2 separate regions of the Mus musculus genome follow, and region 2 is linked to region 1. The links are chromatin contacts, called in public HiChIP or PLAC-seq maps. All regions are on one chromosome and are shown on one strand. Each heading gives the region's core, a stretch centred on a gene start, on an enhancer-like site or on the middle of the called end of the contact. The rest is flanking DNA. Distances are from core to core; before and after follow the strand shown. Region 1 holds the start of Adgrf3 (adhesion G protein-coupled receptor F3). Region 2 holds the start of Tmem214 (transmembrane protein 214).

Region 1 (4,424 bases), core at 1,045-3,544:
ACACACACACACAAAACCAAACTTACCTCTCAGAGAAAAAAAAAGACAATTTTCAGATTTCTCTGTGGATCCAAACTGTGACTAGAAAGGCTCCTCCCCCTCCCCGTACATCATCCTCCATGCTAACTGTAAAGTGCAGTCAGACACTTGGCCTCCATACACCCAGCGCCAGGAGTTAATGGTGTCAACTGTCTGCCATGTGTAGTTCAAAGCTTTTACCTTGTTCATCACAGCTCCTCGCCACCTCTCCCACTTTTGTCCCCAGAGCTGATCTCCATTGTGAAGTTACTAATGAGTCGATGGGTATTTCATAGGTTTTAGGTGTCTGGACACACTGCTTCATTTAGTAAGTAACTGAGGGCAGACTTCGATGCGTACTCTAACTAGCATGGACTTTCCACTTATAAATTACAAGTTTCTCAAAAGTTTTCGTTTTTAAAGGTTTTTTCCCTTTATTTTTCATTTTATCCATGTGTGTTGCCTGCATGTATTTGTCTATGCTCCACATGCATGTAGTACCCTGAAGAGGCCAGAAGAGGGCATCAGATCCTCTGGGGCTGGAATTACAGATGCTTGTGAGTTGCCACGTGGGTCCCTGGAGCCTTTGGGGAACAGCCAGTGATCCTGACCACAGAACGATCTCATCTGCCCAAAATGTTTTTTTTTTTTTAATTATGTCAACAGCCTTTAATCGCAGCACCTGGAGACAGAGGCAGGCAAATCTCTGTAAGTCCAAAGCTAGCCTGGTCTGTAAGTTCAAGGCCAGCCTGGTCCATATAGTGAATCCGAGGATAGTAAGGCCCTATCCAAAAAAGAAAAGAGTTTGGCCCTCTGGCTCCCAAGATGCTCTCTTGTACCATGTTCCTGCCACGTGTGAAGACCCCCAAAAGATGCAACCCCTCAAGACCCAAGACAGTAAGCCAAATACATTTCTATTTGTTACAAAACCCTGCCTGCCAGTTGTGGTGGCACACACCTTTAATCCCAGCACTGGGGAGGCAGAGGCAAATGGATCTCTGAGTTTGAGGCCAGTCCAATCTACACAGTGAGTTCTAGGACATTCAGGGCTACACAGAGAAACCTTGTCTTGTAAAACAAATCAAAACAAAAAATTACCCTGAAAGACCCTCGAGGGGAGACCCTCACTCAGACACTCAAGTCCCGGGACAGCCGCGTACCCAAGAAGACACTGAGACCATACATAAAATGTAGAAGGCAAGATTTAATAAGGCAGCAACATGAAAGCACACAGACCAGAGCTCTGGGGTCGAAATAAAGCAGCAACATGGAAGCACACAGAGCTCTGGGGTCGAAACTCATACACCTTAGCACAGGGTAGAGGAGTCTCGACGGTCAGCCAGAATTTTTCACAGGCTTATATAGTAAAACTCAAAGGGGGAGAACTGGGCAGGGAAAGTACAAGTTTACATCACTAGGGAGTTCTGCCAAGGGACAAGGGGTTCTGCCAAAGGATTCTACGTAACTAAGGAGTCATGTCCTATCAAGGAACCTACGTAACTAAGGAGTACCTGGTTCATTTTGAGGTTGTTCCAGGAGGCCTTTATCTCAAAAATGTTTTTGGAACAGTTTTTAGTTGGGAGGGTTCAAACTTTAGGGTGAGGAGTTTTGGGGTGAAAAGTTTAGGAGTGTTCTGGGAACAATCTCTAGATGGGAGGGGGTGGGCTCCGAGGTAAAAAATTCATGTTCTCACAAGAGGCCAGTAATTTTCTATTCTTCAACCCAGCCTGAGGTATTCTGACATACAAATACAGGGGACGGATTCAAGGTGTTTGATGGAACAAGAGCTGGCTTTCTTGTACCATGTGTGTTCCAGGGACCAGTTCAGGCTGTGGAGTTTGGCGGCAAGCTCCTTTACCCTCTGAGGCATCTTGCTGCCCCCTTTATAGTCTTTTCTAACCTTGGTTCAGTTTTGAAGGTCTAGCTTCCTGGAGGCATTCCAAAATGATCCAAGTTTCCTAGGCCCTGGGGACCATGCCTGAACCTGCCTCTGTGACCTGTTGTTTTTTGTGACGTGGTACCTGTGTCCCCTCCGCCTGCCCAGGAGAACCAAGGCACACTCCTCTCACAGAATCATGTGGGGGTCCAGGTGGCCCCAGTGACCTGGAAGCATATCTGCCCGAATCACAGGCTGTGACACTTGCTCTGTCAACTCACCTTGGCTCCCTCTGATCTTTCCTCCCTTCCTTCAGTAATAGCCCTGCCAGCTGGGGCGGGGGGTGGGGGGGGGTGGGGGGAGGAAATTTGCATCCTGGAACAGCCGGAGGGCTTTAGGGACTGCTGCGTTGAGCCATGTCCTCTCTAGCTCTCTCCCAGCTGCTCCTGGCCGTGACTCTTCCCCTGCTGGAGTTGGAGCCAACATTTGTCCCCACAGCCCAATCAGTAAGTACTGGGGTGAGTGAGGACCCTGGGGAGACCTGCAGAGGCCACAGTCAGAGCCACAGGTTGTGAGGAACCACAGGGTGTAGGATGAAAGGTGGAAGGAAGGGACCAGCTTGCCCCCAAGAAGGCAATCTTCCTGCCCAGGGTGAGGGGACACTTCCATAGCTTTACCTGAGTCCCCATGACACCCTACGACACCTGCTGCTCTTTTGGCTACCAACTTACAATGAAATGAGAAGAAAACCTTTGCAGATGTAGAAGCTTATTAGCATAGACGATGGGAAAGAGTCTGAGGAGAAGCGTGGAGCCTAGGCTTGCATTTTATTATCTATTTATCTACAGCTCCTAATCTACTGCAATCCCCAGATCTAAATATCCCTATCTGTAGCTTCCTCTGTGGCATGTCTTATCTATAGCCTATCCTTGCCTGCACCTGTTTGTTTGTTTGTGTTATATCCTCCTAGTTTTCATGTACTTCCTTGTTTTTATTTTCTGTGTGGATCTTCTGTGTTGCCCAGGCTGCTCTTGAACCCTTGCACTTAAGTAAGGGATACTCCTGCCCCATTATCTTAAGTAAGGGATACCCCTGCCCCATTATCTTAAGCACTGGGATTATTGTACAGGCTTGAACCACCATGTCTGGCTTCCTTCTGGTTTTATTATTTATATTTTGGGGTGATTGTTGTTAGTTAGTTTGTTTGTTTTTTAAATAAAGGTTCACTCTGTTGCCCAGGCTGTCCTTGTACTTGCTACAGTCTTCCTGCTTCAGTCTCCTGGGTGCTGAGATTGCAAGTGTGAGCTGCCATCTGGTTTTAGATGCATACACACATGGGATTTTGAGAGGAAAACATGGGTTAATTTGCAGGACCCTGACTCCTTGTTGGAGCTCTGGACCCAGCCATTTCAATTAGCCTAGAGGCCCAGGGACAGGTCAATTCAGGAAGGAGCTAAACAAAGCATGTTGACTTCCAGGGTGTGCCTGGTTCCTGGTTTCAGGTGAGGCTGCTGGCCCTGGCAGGGTCCCTGGAATTGTGCCCCTGTCCCCGTTTCTGAACATCCTTTTCTCCCTCCAGATACTTACATTTGACCTCTGGCCTAAAGAAGAACTTCTAAGAGACCAAGTCACACCAGAGTAGCCAGGCTGCCCCTGAGGGTACCCTGGCAGGAACTTGAGACCAGCCTCTCTCCTCAGAGTCTCCTCTATCTCTTTCCAGGAGCTCAGTCCATATGGAGGGAAATCTGGGCAGCAACTGAACCAGTACAGTGGAGAAGGGGGTGAGTGGAAGGACTGGGGGGCAGGGGTATCAAGAAAGGGGAAAGGAGCCGGGCTTGGTGGTGCACGCCTTTAATCCCAGCACTTGGGAGGCAGAAGCAGGCGGATTTCTGAGTTTGAGGCCAGCCTGGTCTATAAACTGAGCTCCAGGACAGCCAAGGCTATACAGAGAAACCCTGTCTCGAAAAAAACCAAAAAAAAAAAAAAAAACAAAACAAAAAAAAAAAACAACAAAGCCGGGCGTGGTGGTGCACGCCTTTAATCCCAGCACTCGGGAGGCAGAGGCAGGCGGATTTCTGAGTTTGAGGCCAGCCTGGTCTACAAAGTGAGCTCCAGGACAGCCAGGGCTATACAGAGAAACCCTGTCTCGAAAAAACAAAAAACAAAAAAAGGGGGTGGGGTGGGGAGGAAGAAACAGAAAGGGCCACAGTGAGGCTCTGGGGGTGGGGGTGGGGGTGGGGCTCTCCAGCTCTTTAGCTGTGAGGCCTAGAAAGACACATGCACTTTGCAATGACAACTTGGAACCATAGACCAGAGTGCTTCCCCAACGAGGATGGGAGTTGTTACCATCCTGCACCCTCTGTGTACCTAGGCAGGCTACAGGAGATGACATCTGCTTGTGTCCCCGGAAATGGCCACCTGAGTATGTTAAGGCCAAAGAGGACTAGCTTGGGGCCTCACTGCCTCTCCTCTGATGTCCCCTTTGCGTCTATAGAATCAGTGCTGGTCTCCAGCTATGTGCATCTGGAAT
Region 2 (4,424 bases), core at 734-3,233, 660 kb before region 1:
ACTGGCTCAGAGTGGGCTCCATCCGTGGAGTCTGGAGCTTGTAGTTGAGATAGCTGGCCAGGTCCTTCAGCCACACGGAGGGGTTCCCAGTGAACACGCTCTGGCTCTTGTCCAGTTCCTTCTGCAGAGCTGCCACATCCAGCTGTCAGGGCAGAGACTTCCATGGTGAATTGTAAGAGGAAGGGGAGTGGGACAGGGGTAGGAAAGTGGCTAAAGGAGGTTTTCATATGTGGAATCCTACAATTTTGCCAGATCCAGATCCTAAGAAAGCCTGGGGCGGGACCCTTGAGAATGATGATCTCAGTGCCCCACATTGCGATGTAGGACCTGTTCATGTTCAAGGGCAAGAACAGAGGGCAAGACAGGAGACGAGAGACCACTGCTTCTGTGGAGCTGAGAATCTAAACCAGCTTTTCTTTTCTTTTCTTTTTTTGGTTTTTCGAGACAGGGTTTCTCTGTACAGCTCTGGCTGTCCTGGAACTCACTTTGTAGACCAGGCTGGCCTCCAACTCAGAAATCCGCCTGCCTCTGCCTCCCGAGTGCTGGGATTAAAGGCGTGCGGCAGCACGCCTGGCTCCAAACCAGCTTTTCTAATGTCTCCATCTTGTTCTTGGGATTTCCATCTTCCTGCTCACCTATGTTTCTGACAAATACCAACATTCTTTCTATTCTAAGTGCACGCATTCTTTCCTTCCACATCTCCATATTGTCTGGAACACCCCTGAGTGTCCCAAGTCCCCATTTTCTCAGTCCCCAAGCCTAGGCACACTTACCGCTTTCAGTGCGTCCTCCAGGCGTCGGAATGGGCCCTGTTTCTGGTTTTGGCTAGGAACAGCTGTCACCTTCTTTGGTTGCTTCTTGTTTATCGGTTTCTTAGACTCTGCAGCAGGGGGTGGAACTTGCTCTTTATTCTGCCGTTTCATGATTTTCTCAAAGCCACGCTCATAAAGAGTGCTTGTAGTCTGGATTGGTGCTGGAATGAAGACAGGTAGAAAACAGCAGGCCACCCTTAAGACCCCAGATCCCACTGTACAGTGGTCTCTTCTTTGTAGAGGCACCTAAGTCATTTAGAGGGAGATTCTGGCCCAAGCCCTCTCTTCCTTGGAAGCAGCTTAGAAAAACAGGAAAGAGCCCTCCGGGTGGCTGATTTCAACCACCACAGTCAGGTCCCAGGCCCTCCCAGTTCTTTATTAAACAATTAAAGTATATGGGAACTAGACCACACTTTTTCCAGCACGGCCTCCACCCCCAATTCTTCTTAGTTCTGAGATGACAACTCTATATACTCAACAAGTGGCAAAATTTTTCTCCCTCTCTGGAGATTGTGGGGACAGGTGACACTGAAATTAACTCCTGGTTGGAGAATATGTCGGGCTATTCATCCCAGTGCTGGCCTTCTCATCCACTCCTCTCACACCTGCTGGTTATATAAGAAGGGGCTCCATGTAGGATCCCAGATGCCTCTGCTCCGTGGCTCAGACACCTGGCCAGTGAGGGCCGGGGCAGCTGAGAGGGTTGTGTGCAAAGGCTTGGACAGATAGAGATCGGAATTCCAGTCTCCTCAGACTCGAAAATCGGCTTCTCTGGACCTCCGCTTCCGACCTATGCAGCGGAGATGACCACCTCTCCTCGTGCTGTCCCTGAGTCACCGTGGCCGGGCTCCCGAGGATCGGCTCCCGGCTCCCGCAGCTGTCCGCCGTGCCCCTGCCCCACAGGCCCAGGTGGGCGGCGGCGGATACTCACAGCTCAGGTCGTATTTCAACACTCCATTTGCCTCCCCGAGCGCCCGGCGGTCACTGCCACCGCCGCCGCCTCGCCCACCGCTGCTTGCTCCAGGTCGCCGGCCCCTCTTCACCACCTCCCAGCCACCGCTACCCGCTGATCTGGCCGCCATGACTTCAGCTCCACCACCTCCCGGCTTTCGGCCCCGGACAACCTCCGCGCGGTGCCACGTCTGCTGCCTCCGCCGCCGCAAGGCACCCTGGGATTCGTAGTCCGTTCGCGCCACGGCGCCGCGCCGAGCGCCTGGGGAGTGATGGCGGCGGCCAGGTTCCGCCCCTGGGGCGCAAAAATCCCTACCCTGCACCTGCGGGCGGGCTCGCCTCTGACCCGCATGGAAATGGGACTGTTCCCTTTTTTCTTATCTTTGCAATGCTCCTGAAGGATGGAATGAAAATAGTTCTCACCTCGGGAGAATTTGAGGAATAAATGTGTTCTTACTTCTTAGAAAGTAGTAGTCTGTTAGCAATTAAACTTCGTATTTGGCGGCCAACAAACTTAATTGCCGAGGAGTGGGACGATGCAGACTTGGGGGAGAAAAGTAGAGCGGCAGAAAGACTGAGAAAACTTAGTAGAGTAGCTCAATGGCAGGGCGAGAAAAGTCTGGGGCAGCCAGGCCATGATCCCTTTGGAGGCAGCCAGGAAAGGACAGGCTCTGGCTCATGCCATGTTCCAGATGTTCAGCCCTAGACTGAAAGAATCACACAGCAAGGTCCCGACCCTAGACGGCCTACAAAACTTGAATGATCCCAGCTAGGGAGCATGATGAATGATAAAACAGCAATGAAAATATCACATTTAAGGAAATATGTTGCTTAGTGTGCTTGTGTGGAACTCATGCTCCCGCACTGCTGTACACATTATCCCCCCCAAACCTCCTTGGTTACTTTTTTTTAGACAGGGTTTCTTTGTGTAGAGCTGGCTGTCCTGGTACTCTCCCTGTAACCAGGCTGGCCTTGAACTCAAGAGATCTGACTGCCTCTGCCTCCTGAGTGCTGGGATTAAAGACATAAACCATCACTGACAAGGAGTGGTCCACTTTTCTTACAGGGTAAATTATTCAGCTGAAGGATGCTTGAAGCCCTAGGAGAGGGAGGGAAGTGGTTTCTGAAACAGGTGGCAGTTGAGATGACTCCCAGGAAGGGAGAATTTTCATTGGTTGGGGATCATGGCTTGTGGAGAGACTGCTTCAATCGTATGGCTTTATTAATTTAGGCAAAGGTCTAGAGTGGTAGACTATATAACAAAACTGAAAGTAGTTCGACATGACTTCATACAATTGGAAAAGGATCATGACCGCCAAATCTGGAGTTTATTCTCTAGACTCTAGAAACTGGAGAGGGAAAAGGTGACATGACCCTTAAAAAACAGCACCCAGGCCTGTGTGAAGGATGGGTCACAGAGAAAGAAGGCAGGTGAGGGATGACCAACCCTTGCAGCCTTCTGGTGTCCTCCATCCCCTTTAGGCCCAGCCATAGCTGCCTGTCTTAGGGGTTCTGAGATGGAATGTATTTGGCAAGGAAGGTATCTGTGCTGATCAGCAGTCAGTTCCTTTTTCAGATGCTGTTTCCCTCTACTCAGACACCACATGGTCCTTTGTCCAATCCCTGCTGTCACAGGTATCATCACAGAAGAGGGCCTATGTTGGGAAGAGAAACAAAACTGGCTTCCCCACTATAGCTCCAGCTGATGGCCTCTTCTGTGCACATACCCACACACAAAGACTCACAGATACATAAATAAAATAATAAAAATTTTAAAAAAGTCTAAATCCTAACCAAAGTTTCTACCACCTTCACCAAGCCTTGCCACGCACGTGTGGTCTACTTCAGTGGTTCTCAACTTTCCTAATGCTGCAGCCCTTCAATACAGTTCTTATGTTGGAGTTACCCCCAACCATAAAATTACTTTCGTTGCTACTTCATAACTGTAATTTTGCTACTGTTATAAATTTTAATGTAAATTTCTGTATTTTCCAGTGGTCTTTGGTTACCCCTGTGAAAGGCTGAGAACCACTGGTCTAGACAATCCCAACAGGTTCACATCCACTTCAGCATTCTTGATCTTTGCTGGGTTTCCACGCCTTGGCTATTATGTCTCTTTGACAAACACACTTCAAGAGGGTGGAGTTGTGTGGATGACAAGGGAATGTATCTGACTCCTGTCTCTGTTGGGTTTGTGCTGTTTATATATGCCTGGTAAATGCTGAACCCCAAGATCTGGCTCCATCCTCACATACACTGGCCTTTGTTGTATAAACCAAACTCCCCAAATTAAAGAGGTCACCATTAGATAGGGTAAGGCAGGCCTAGAAGTGTACCTCGAGGACAGCTGATGAAGCAGAACCAGCCTGGATGAGACTCACACAGCAAGTACTATGGGAGTATAGCTAAGAACAGCCGGTCTAGCGTAGGAAAAGAGTTGAGGGTAATCGCCCAATAATTGGGCTAAATTAATAAGACTCTGGGTCAGTGATTGGGTGGATGGCCAGGTCACAATAACAAGTAGTTTTTAAATAGCCAACAACACCCTCCTTCCGGTTAAATCTTGCTCTAAAACAACCCACTTGGGGGCTGGAGTATAAACTGAGTGCTTGCTCTAGTTTTCACACATGCACACGTGTGTGTTACACACGTATGCAAAAA

What was found. HiChIP or PLAC-seq counts read pairs in DNA pulled down with a chosen protein or histone mark.
Region 2: an H3K4me3 HiChIP or PLAC-seq map of bone marrow-derived macrophages shows a contact between it and region 1, with 7 times the contacts expected there. The contact joins the promoter of Tmem214 here to the promoter of Adgrf3 in region 1. A contact is called at or near these places in 2 of 39 promoter capture datasets (hippocampal neurons and pre-B cells), 4 of 484 Hi-C or Micro-C datasets (the G1E-ER4 cell line, cerebral cortex and cortical neurons) and 2 of 115 datasets of contacts at active chromatin or transcription factors (bone marrow-derived macrophages and forebrain).

Annotation. Positions count from the first base shown.
Region 1 is chr5:30,203,592-30,208,015 of GRCm38.p6, reverse strand. Adgrf3 (adhesion G protein-coupled receptor F3) reads left to right here and starts at 2,294. Exons shown (of 14, transcript NM_001014394.2): 1 at 2,294-2,400; 2 at 3,615-3,675; 3 at 4,389-4,424. The coding sequence starts at 2,311.
Region 2 is chr5:30,867,138-30,871,561 of GRCm38.p6, reverse strand. It overlaps Tmem214 (transmembrane protein 214), which reads right to left and starts at 1,983. Exons shown (of 17, transcript NM_144525.4): 1 at 1,744-1,983; 2 at 774-973; 3 at 1-142. The coding sequence starts at 1,894.